Linked DNA regions of Gossypium hirsutum: region 2 is linked to region 1. A link is a contact called in public Hi-C data. All regions are on one chromosome and are shown on one strand. The core of a region is the stretch at or near the end of the contact, and the rest is flanking DNA. Distances in the headings are between cores, read along the strand shown. Region 1 holds the start of LOC107944242 (classical arabinogalactan protein 5). Region 2 has its middle 14 kb from the start of LOC107922632.

Region 1 (4,435 bases), core at 599-3,098:
CCTCTTGTTGCTGCTAGTGGTGGTGGTGGTGGTGGGGTGTATGGGATGATGGTACATCAGCATCAAGGACACGTGTATGGTTCTACTGGGTTTCATCAGATGGGTAGTGGGTTGGGTAAAGGTGGGCCTCCGAATAATTTGGGTAGGCCGAAGTAGCTTCCCATCTGTCACATCACTGACACGTGTATGATTCTTATGAATTTGATAGTAATTTCGGGTTTCTTAAATTTGGGCCTACTCGAAATCGGGTTGGCCCAGTTAGGTCACAGAGGGTACACGTGTAAGCTTTAAGAGAAGCTAGTTATGATAGGGCCCACTAGTCATCTCAATAACACGTGTACGGTGAAAAGAAGGAAGAGGCAGTTTTAGGCCCTTGGATTTGAGATCCGCAGCGTGGAGACTTTAGTTGCAGTTTGGTTTCCGGTAAAAGAATAAAACACTAGGATTATATTTCTGTGATGATTTTATGATTTTTATTATTTATAAATTACTTAATTTGGGTTAAATAATGTGACATTTGCAAGTTTTCTATACAACTCAAATTTACTTTAAAATTTTATATATTTCCACCAAATAATTGTAGACCCACATTTTGATAATTTTTGGAAGAAGTTAAATAAAATTAATGTAATTGAATTAAGAAATAAAAATATTCTAAGAGATTCAAATGATAGATACCACATTGATTATAGAGTATTTACAAGAGATTCAGGTGATAATATACACATTGATTGTAAGGTTAACAAGTCTGGAATTTATTTTAATGCAAATTTCTTTAAAGGAGGAAGTCTCAATACGAGGAGATATAGAGTGAACTATTCTTTACATAAAACGCAATCAACATACATATAAATAAATTTTTATGGGTTTGGCCCGACTGAGTTTAGGTCGGATTTATGTATGATAGTAATATTTTTGTGTTTAATTAAGTTCGGTCCAACTCGAAATATGACTCGTTTTAAGTCCACTCATATTATTTTTTTAATACTTATTTATTAAATTTTTATATGTAATTATCTTAATATTTTTATTTATATTATAAATTACATAATATATAAAAATAGGAGGTACAACTACATGACTGAAGGATACCAACTGGTTCATGCGGAGTGAATTCTTTGTTAAGGGAGAAACATTGTAAACCGTTGCGGCATGAGGATGAGTGGTCATTGGTAGAGCAATATAAAATATCTGTTGTCATATTGCGTATTTGACCTCTAGCAGTTTCACAAGTTGATTTTCTGTCACCTGTTTTCGTTGAATACGTTGAGGAGGGTATAGGGAAGTATCTTAAAACTTTTAGTATGTGGATTTTTATTTTATTTAATATCTTAAAACTTTGGAGAGGGGGGCGGAGACAGTGGTGGGGGAAGGAGTGGGGATTTTTATTTTATTTAATATTAATATAAAATTTAAATTTATTATATATTTTAAAAATATTTATGTATTTTTATATATTTTTTTAAAATTTTAAAATTATGACTAAATCGATATAATGTGTAAATGTTAAAGGTTAAATTTATTATTATACTAATTTTTGTAGTGACGCGGTAGTTTGACATTTTGTGATTTTAACAGGAGTGACCAAAATGATTGAACTATGTAATGAAAATTTTTTATAGTAGAGTGGCTATTTGTGTAGTTTAGCCTATAAATTATTATTTTTTAATAGATATTTGGTAATATTTCAAAATATATATGAATATGAAATAAATAATTATAGATTTTTGGAATCGGGTCTACTTTTCTGGTACCCTAGGCGACCAAATTAGAGTTAACGGCTATTTTAGTAGAAACAACTTTTTGAAATACACTCCCAACGGTCAAAATTTCTGTAATTATCCTAATCAAATCCTTTAACCTGTTACTTAACATTTTCAAATTCTGAAAGCCTACTTTTATAAATTTCTCACTTTCTCCTTTTCCATCTTTAAAAACAGAAAATCATCAACCATCAAAGCAAATAGAGAAGAATTTAGAAAGCAAAGATGATTAGACTCGTCAATGTTTCTATTTGTGTTCTCTTTATTTCTGTTACTGGCATCCTAGTAAAAGCCGATAATGCACCTTCTCCATCGCCAAAGACAACTCCTGTGTCTCCGGCGAAAGCTCCCACCACTTCTTCAAGTCCTCCAATCACATCGCCTTCTAAATCTCCTTCATCATCACCTCCGTCGGCAACTCCTGCGAGTTCCCCATCGATAACATCGCCCCCGCCTGCAACAACTCCCACTGCTATGCCCACACCTTCTCAATCTCCTACTGCCACTCCGCCTGCTTCTTCTAGCCCCCCGGCTCAATCCCCAGCGACTCCATCACCAGCGGCAAGTTCTCCTCCGTCCATGACTCCAGTCGGGGCTCCACCTGTTGCGGAAGGTCCGGTTGGAACTCCCGAGTCTTCTGCCAATATTCCTTCTAGTTCAGCGACGCCAGCGGAGAGTCCTGCGATTTTCCCATCGACCAGTAGCCCGCCGATGGCCACTCCAGTGGGTTCGTCGCCGGAGAGTGCGGAGGGTCCAGCGGTTAATGATGAGTCCGGTTCAAAATCTGGTTACGAAGTGGGGTTCGTTGTTCTAACGGCGAGTTTGGTTATTGGATCGGCGTTGATTCTTTAGATTTAATTTTTTGTTAAGAGTAGTTTCCACATTATTATTTCATTTGCATGTATTATTTGGTATAAATAAAATTATTGTGTGGATTATCAAATTTTTTGGCTTTTATCATTTGGGAGGAGCAAAAATGAAATTGTCCTACTAAATTAAAACCAGAATTAAAATTCTACTTTAAATGAAAAATGATCTACTTATACAGTCATTGTCCAACATTCGAGAAGATTCTCTTGTAGAAGATGTAACACTAGCACCTTTACAATATATCAATAAAAAATATTCTATATATTAATATATAATAATAAATAAAAATTTTAAATTTACTATAGATGTATTTACATGAGTAGATAATTAAATATAATGGTTAAAATATTAATTATATAAATAATTAGGAAAGTGTGTAGATTATATACAAGTGAATCCCCCTAATTTATTTCACTTCTTTTTCTTATTTAATTAATACTAATGAAATGTTTTGGATTTCACTTAAAAAATACTAAATTTCGTTGTTTGGAGAAATTAGGAATATTAAAGTTAAGAGTCTGCCAAAGTATAGCACGTTATTTTCTTTCTTTTTGTCTGCTGTAATCGCAGTTTCGTTGGAGATTTTATCTCCGCTTCAGCCAAAAATCTTGCTGATGAAGAAGAAGAAGAAGAACCGACATATGGGCAAGAAGAAGATGAAGTTGAAGACGAGTTCAACTTCTGTCTGGTAGGGAGAGTATTAACTAAAAGTGCAGTACACTTTCCGTCTATGGAGTATGTGTTAGCAGAACTATGGCACCCGATTGAAGGAGTTACAATTACAAAAATTGAAGACAAAAGAATCTTATTCCGTTTCTACAATGAGATTGAATAAAAAGGGTAGTTGATAGTTTACCTTGGTTTTTCAATAGACACTTAATAATTTTCCACATAGGGGAAGATCCGCTTCAAGTTCCACTTTTTTATACAAACTTTTGGGTACAAATCCGTAATCAAGCTACGGATACATGTTAGAAGGTATGGCCAAATAATTGGGAATTTTATAAGGGCTTTTCTAGACTATGATGCGGTGCTTGCAACTAAAGGAGCGAAGAAATACATCAGGGTCCGAGTACGTTTGGATGTTCGATCCCACTAAAAAGAAAGAAACGTATTGTGTACGGCCAGGATAAACCTACATAGGCGACGTTTCAGTATGAGAAGCTATCGTTATTTTGCTTTCTATGTGGAAGGCTAAAGCATGGAGAAAGCTTTTGCCCAATCTGATTAACGATGGGGACAACATAGACTGAGTTTGGATGGGATATCACTTTGAGAGCTCCACCCAAAAGGGCAGAATAACCATTGTGGAGCCGATGGTTGAGAAAGGAACCGAAAGAGGTGAGAGTCAAAACGAATGGGGACGATAGAGGAAAAAACTCAGTTGGAGGCGAACAATCGAGGAAGGATCTCATTGAAAGAAACAATGAAATACGAACTATTGCACCTAAGGGTTTTAGGAGAGGCATTGTAGAAAGTGTTAGGAGAAGATATGAGAATGTTGAAGTTATTGAAAAGAACAAAACAAAGGAGGCACTAGAAAGTCTTGAAGATAGGCTAATGGAATATAAGGATGGAAAGAAAAGACAAAGAATTCAACAAGAGGGAAATAGCAACAATACCACTTTAATGATCATAGATTCAAATATTGAGATATCGGCAGCCACCAATGAGCAGGCCGACCGGACGCAATGAAAACCCTAAGTTGAAACGCTCGGGGTCTGGGGCAACCACGAGCAATTAAAGGTTTCAAGAACAGTTTGAGATAGATTCAGCCTCAGCTGTTGTTTCTTATAGAAACA
Region 2 (4,435 bases), core at 776-3,275, 96 kb after region 1:
TTAAAGTATAATTTTATTATGTACTAACTTAAGATTTTATCATTTTTTTGAATGGATTGAACAATTTTTTTTTCTCTTTTTTGAATCTAAATAGATAAATTCATGATACTTTTCTATTTTTGAGAGTCAAAATACTTGCTCACCCCTTATTTGCTTCTAATGATAGGATTTGCAACTAGGGCACCAACTCGTATTTATATCTAGTTATCTGAAAATGGATTGTCTGAAATATAGATATTATCTCTTTCCAATAGTTTGATGCCACATCAGTAATTTCATCCTTAATTTTAAATTTTTCATTTAAATTTAATTTTTTATATAATAAAAATATTAAAATTCAAGATAAAAATACTAATATGACATTAAATTATTAGAAATAAATACAATTTACATATCGTCAACGACAAATATCTCAATTTCAATGATTTATTGATTTATAATGGGTAGAAGAAGTGTAATCACCCCCCCCCCTTTTGCCTCTTTTATGTAGAGATGTAACCAAACAAAATAATCATTGAAAAAGCGACTTTGAAAAAGTTGACAAAGCAGCAAATCACAAACCTAACTTGACGCTTAGATGATTAAAAAGTATTTCTTGCCTTTTAACTTAAGTTGCTGTGATGTGTACTGATGGACCTCTACCGCTAGATTCTTCTTCCAAGTAATAGAATTATAAAAGATTAAATCAAATAATCACGTATTCACAAAAAAGGTAAAGATTGAAAAAAAAAATTAGATTTAAGATTCTAAACCCTAAAAATAATATTATTAAAAGAAATAATTATAAATTTTAAAAATTTAGTTTTAATGTACCTTAATTAAAAAAAAGTATATCACCAAAAAATGTGTATATGTAAATTATAATTAGGGACCAAGTCAAAAATTATTTTAAGGGGTCAAAATTAAATTGTATATTTTTACGATAGTAAAAATATAAATTTATTATTTTAATAGCCTATATCTTTATAATATTTAAAAGATTAAATAAATTTTTATCATTTTTTGGGGCTAAAATATAATTTTATCATTACTAATTTAAAATTTTATAAACTATAAAGAGACCTAAATAAAAAAAATTATATTTTAGAGAAAGTCGGAGCTTCTGCCAACCCTTGATTCATTACTAATTATAATATTTTCTAAATTAAATTAATTTGTGACATCAATTCAATAAAAAAAATTATAAATTATAAATGGGTTTATTTTCTTTTAACTAAAAATGCTTTTCTGGTTGTATTTTTCATATAAAAAAACGGAAAACAAAGAAAAATAGCGAATAAGAGAAAACAAAAATTCTAACCAAGAAGAATAGTAAACGTAAAAGAATTTGTAGTGTTTAGTGGGTGCCACTAGTATGGTTATTGAGTTAGATGGATTGAGGTGACTTACATGATGTTGTTGACTTGGAAGCAACAAAAATAAATAAATAAAAGTCTAAACTACAATAGTAAAATTCTTTTATCATTAAATTATGAAAAAGTTATAAGACAATCATCTCATTATTTAATTTTATTTTTTTAAGTCACCAACTGACAGCTTTTAAAATTGACATAGTAATAATTTAACTTTCAATACTTATAAATTTTGTCATTTTAGTATTGATTCTAAAAAAATTTAACTTTCAATATTTACATATTGTGTAATTTGATCTCTTTTTACAGTTTTATTTTTATTTGTGACACTGAGAGTAAATTTTAAAATAATGATAAAAAGGTAAAAAAATGTTATCTTGTATTTTTTTTGATGTTCCTTTTTTTTATATATTTTCAATCAAATTTAACTAATAAATTTTTTAAAAAATTTTAGATGAAAAGGTTATAAAAAAATAAAACTGTAAAAAGAAAATTGCACAATGCATAAAAATTAAGTGTTAAATAAAATCAAAATTAAATTCACACTATATATTAAAATTACTATTATGCCCAATTTTAAAATTTATTGGTCAATAACATAAAAAGGCAAGACAATGAGTTGCCGGCTTTGTACCCGACTTGACAAATTCAAAGTCAAAGATGAATGCAGTCTGTCGAGAAGTTATGTTCCCACTGAATGAAAAGACCGCCCTAATTTGAATTAAGTACTCTCACAACTAGGCTCCAATTTCCATTACCTGTCAAATGCGTTTTTGTGCTTAAAAGCATAGAATCATTACTAACATTAAATTAAAAGTATTTTTAAACTCAAATTTAAAAGCTCTAGAGTAAAATATATTATCACTCAATATAATTTATGTAATAGTATATAGTTAGTTTTCTATTGATTTTTTTCTTATTCAATTTTATTTTTAATTTTTTTATCATATGAGTCATAGTTTTGGAGGTATGAATTAACTGAATTATATTATATGATTCTTTTAAATTTTGTATTAATTAATTTAAATTTTCACTAATATCTAAGTACAGAAAAAAGTGATTTTTAAAAAAAATACTAAATAAGAAAACAATATAAAACATATATTTAAATTAAATAGTAGTGTTAAAATGGAAAACTAAAAAAAGTGTGCATTAAAAAATGACAAAAAAAATTATCTTCAATGCCGGTATCTAGGTCCGTTCTTCACATTTTTGGGGTCCTGAGTAAAATAATAAAATGAGGTTTTAGATTCCTTAAAAATTGAAAAAAAATTATATCCCTTAAAAGTTGGTAAAAAAAATTTTGGGCCCTTTAAAAGCTAAAAAAGCTTTTTTGACCCCTTAAATGTTGGTAAAAAAATTTTCTTGGCCTTTAAAAGTTAAAAGAAATGTTTATTTGACCCCCTTAACAACTGGGAAATAATATTTTGAACCCCTTTCAGCCTTGGGTCCTGGACGGCCGCACCTCCAGACGACCCCCAAAATCGGATCTGCCGGTGTCACCAAAAAGAATAACTAAATTTTGACAAAAATAATTATATAAAAATTTAAATAACTGAATGATAAGAACAAAATTTTAACTATTTTGAGTTAAATCGTGTCTGAAATAACGGGAAAGCGATTCAGTGTACGAAAAACGAGAGCCTAAGAACCAAAATTGATATTATACAACTTATGTCTGCATATGAAGAGTATTTGGTTGAATTTCAAAAAGCTTTTTCAGAATACTTTCTACAAGTTTATCTTTTCACTAACAATTTAAATGAAAAATTCCCTACTATAAAGTTTAGACTTAATCATGAACCATTTGATATAAACAGTATTGAATGGGGTTTTGTTAAATAAATAACTGTTCAAAATTTCTCTTTTCATTTATTAAAAGATTTTTCTGCATTTATTAACACTATGTTATTACGTAGGGTATATGAAGAAGATTTTTATTATTACTAATTTCAGGAGTCCATTAATTTCCCTTGGCCGAGTGAGGTCCTTTTCAAGTTTATTTGATTCAGATAATTAAAGGTTAGGTCTAATGGCTGGCGTGCCTAATCCTATTAAAATCAAATTAATCTCAATTACTTCAATTAATCTTCCCACTATCGGATTTAATTTTATCATAAAATTTTGGTTATAAAGAAATTCAGTTAAAAAACGAGTAATTAACTGAAATTAATAACAGGGATAAATTTTAAAGCTACACATGAACTAGGGGTGAAGTTAAATTTTTTTTTTAGAGAAGTCAAAATTAAATTGTAATTTTTACGATACTAAAAATGCAATTTCACCATTTTAATAGCTTATATCTTTATAGTTTTTAAAGGATTAAATCAAATTTTTATCATTTTTAGAGGGCCAAAGTGCAATTTTACCTTTACTAATTTAAATTTTAAAATTTTTAAAGGACTTAAATGAAAATTTTTCCATTTTAGGGGGGTTGGGGGCCTTGGTAGCCCCTTAGCTACGCCCTTGACATGAACTTTGGTTCAATTTGTAATGTTATACATGACATTTTGATTTGATTCAATTTTTAAAAATCACTAGCATCATTATTGATATAATACCATTTTATATTTACATATATTATATACACAAGTAATCATACTTATCTATAATATAAAAGTGAAATGATGTATTAATTTCTTTAAATGTGTACAGTTGAATTAAAATAAAAAGTTTATGCATATATTTAAGCCCAAATCAAAGTTTAATATGTATAATTACACAAAATCAATGTTGATGTATCAAAGTTCATTTATCCTTTAATAATATATATTAGATATCTGTAAGCCCAATATATATATTAACCAAATGGATCTATGGGCCAAATAATTAAGTACAAAAATGACAAAAGCCCAAAACCTGTACTTTCATTTTGTTCCTTTCAGATTAAGCCTGCCGCTACCCCGTTATCCTTTGCTTTTTTTAAGTCTTCAATTCATTTATCGCAGATCAATCTATTTTTCGTTGTTGATAACTTTAGGATTGATGTTGCAATTAGTTATTGACTTTGCTTGGTAAAAGCACTATAAAATGTATACCTTGAATTACATTTTAGCTCATTTAGTGAAAGAAATTAGTAAATT

What was found. A called contact is a pair of places that touch in the nucleus more often than the background predicts.
Region 2: a contact with region 1 is called in a Hi-C map of leaf, with 2.3 times the contacts expected there. The contact joins the enhancer-like site here to the promoter of LOC107944242 in region 1. A contact is called at or near these places in 8 of 34 Hi-C or Micro-C datasets (anther, callus and leaf).

What each region holds. Positions count from the first base shown.
Region 1 is chrD01:11,932,097-11,936,531 of Gossypium_hirsutum_v2.1, forward strand. It overlaps LOC107944242 (classical arabinogalactan protein 5), which reads left to right and starts at 1,849. Exons shown (of 1, transcript XM_016878063.2): 1 at 1,849-2,706. The coding sequence starts at 1,989. The coding sequence ends at 2,615. LOC121213841 (nuclear transcription factor Y subunit B-3) reads left to right here. Exons shown (of 1, transcript XM_041087047.1): 1 at 1-506. The coding sequence ends at 156.
Region 2 is chrD01:12,028,061-12,032,495 of Gossypium_hirsutum_v2.1, forward strand. No RefSeq gene overlaps it. Among protein-coding and RNA genes, the nearest start is that of LOC107922632, 14 kb to the right of the region's middle. Within about 2 kb of position 2,026, at least 2 of the 9 cell types and tissues checked have an H3K27ac peak or open chromatin away from gene starts, as enhancers often do. A contact at or near this core is called in leaf, where this site is marked.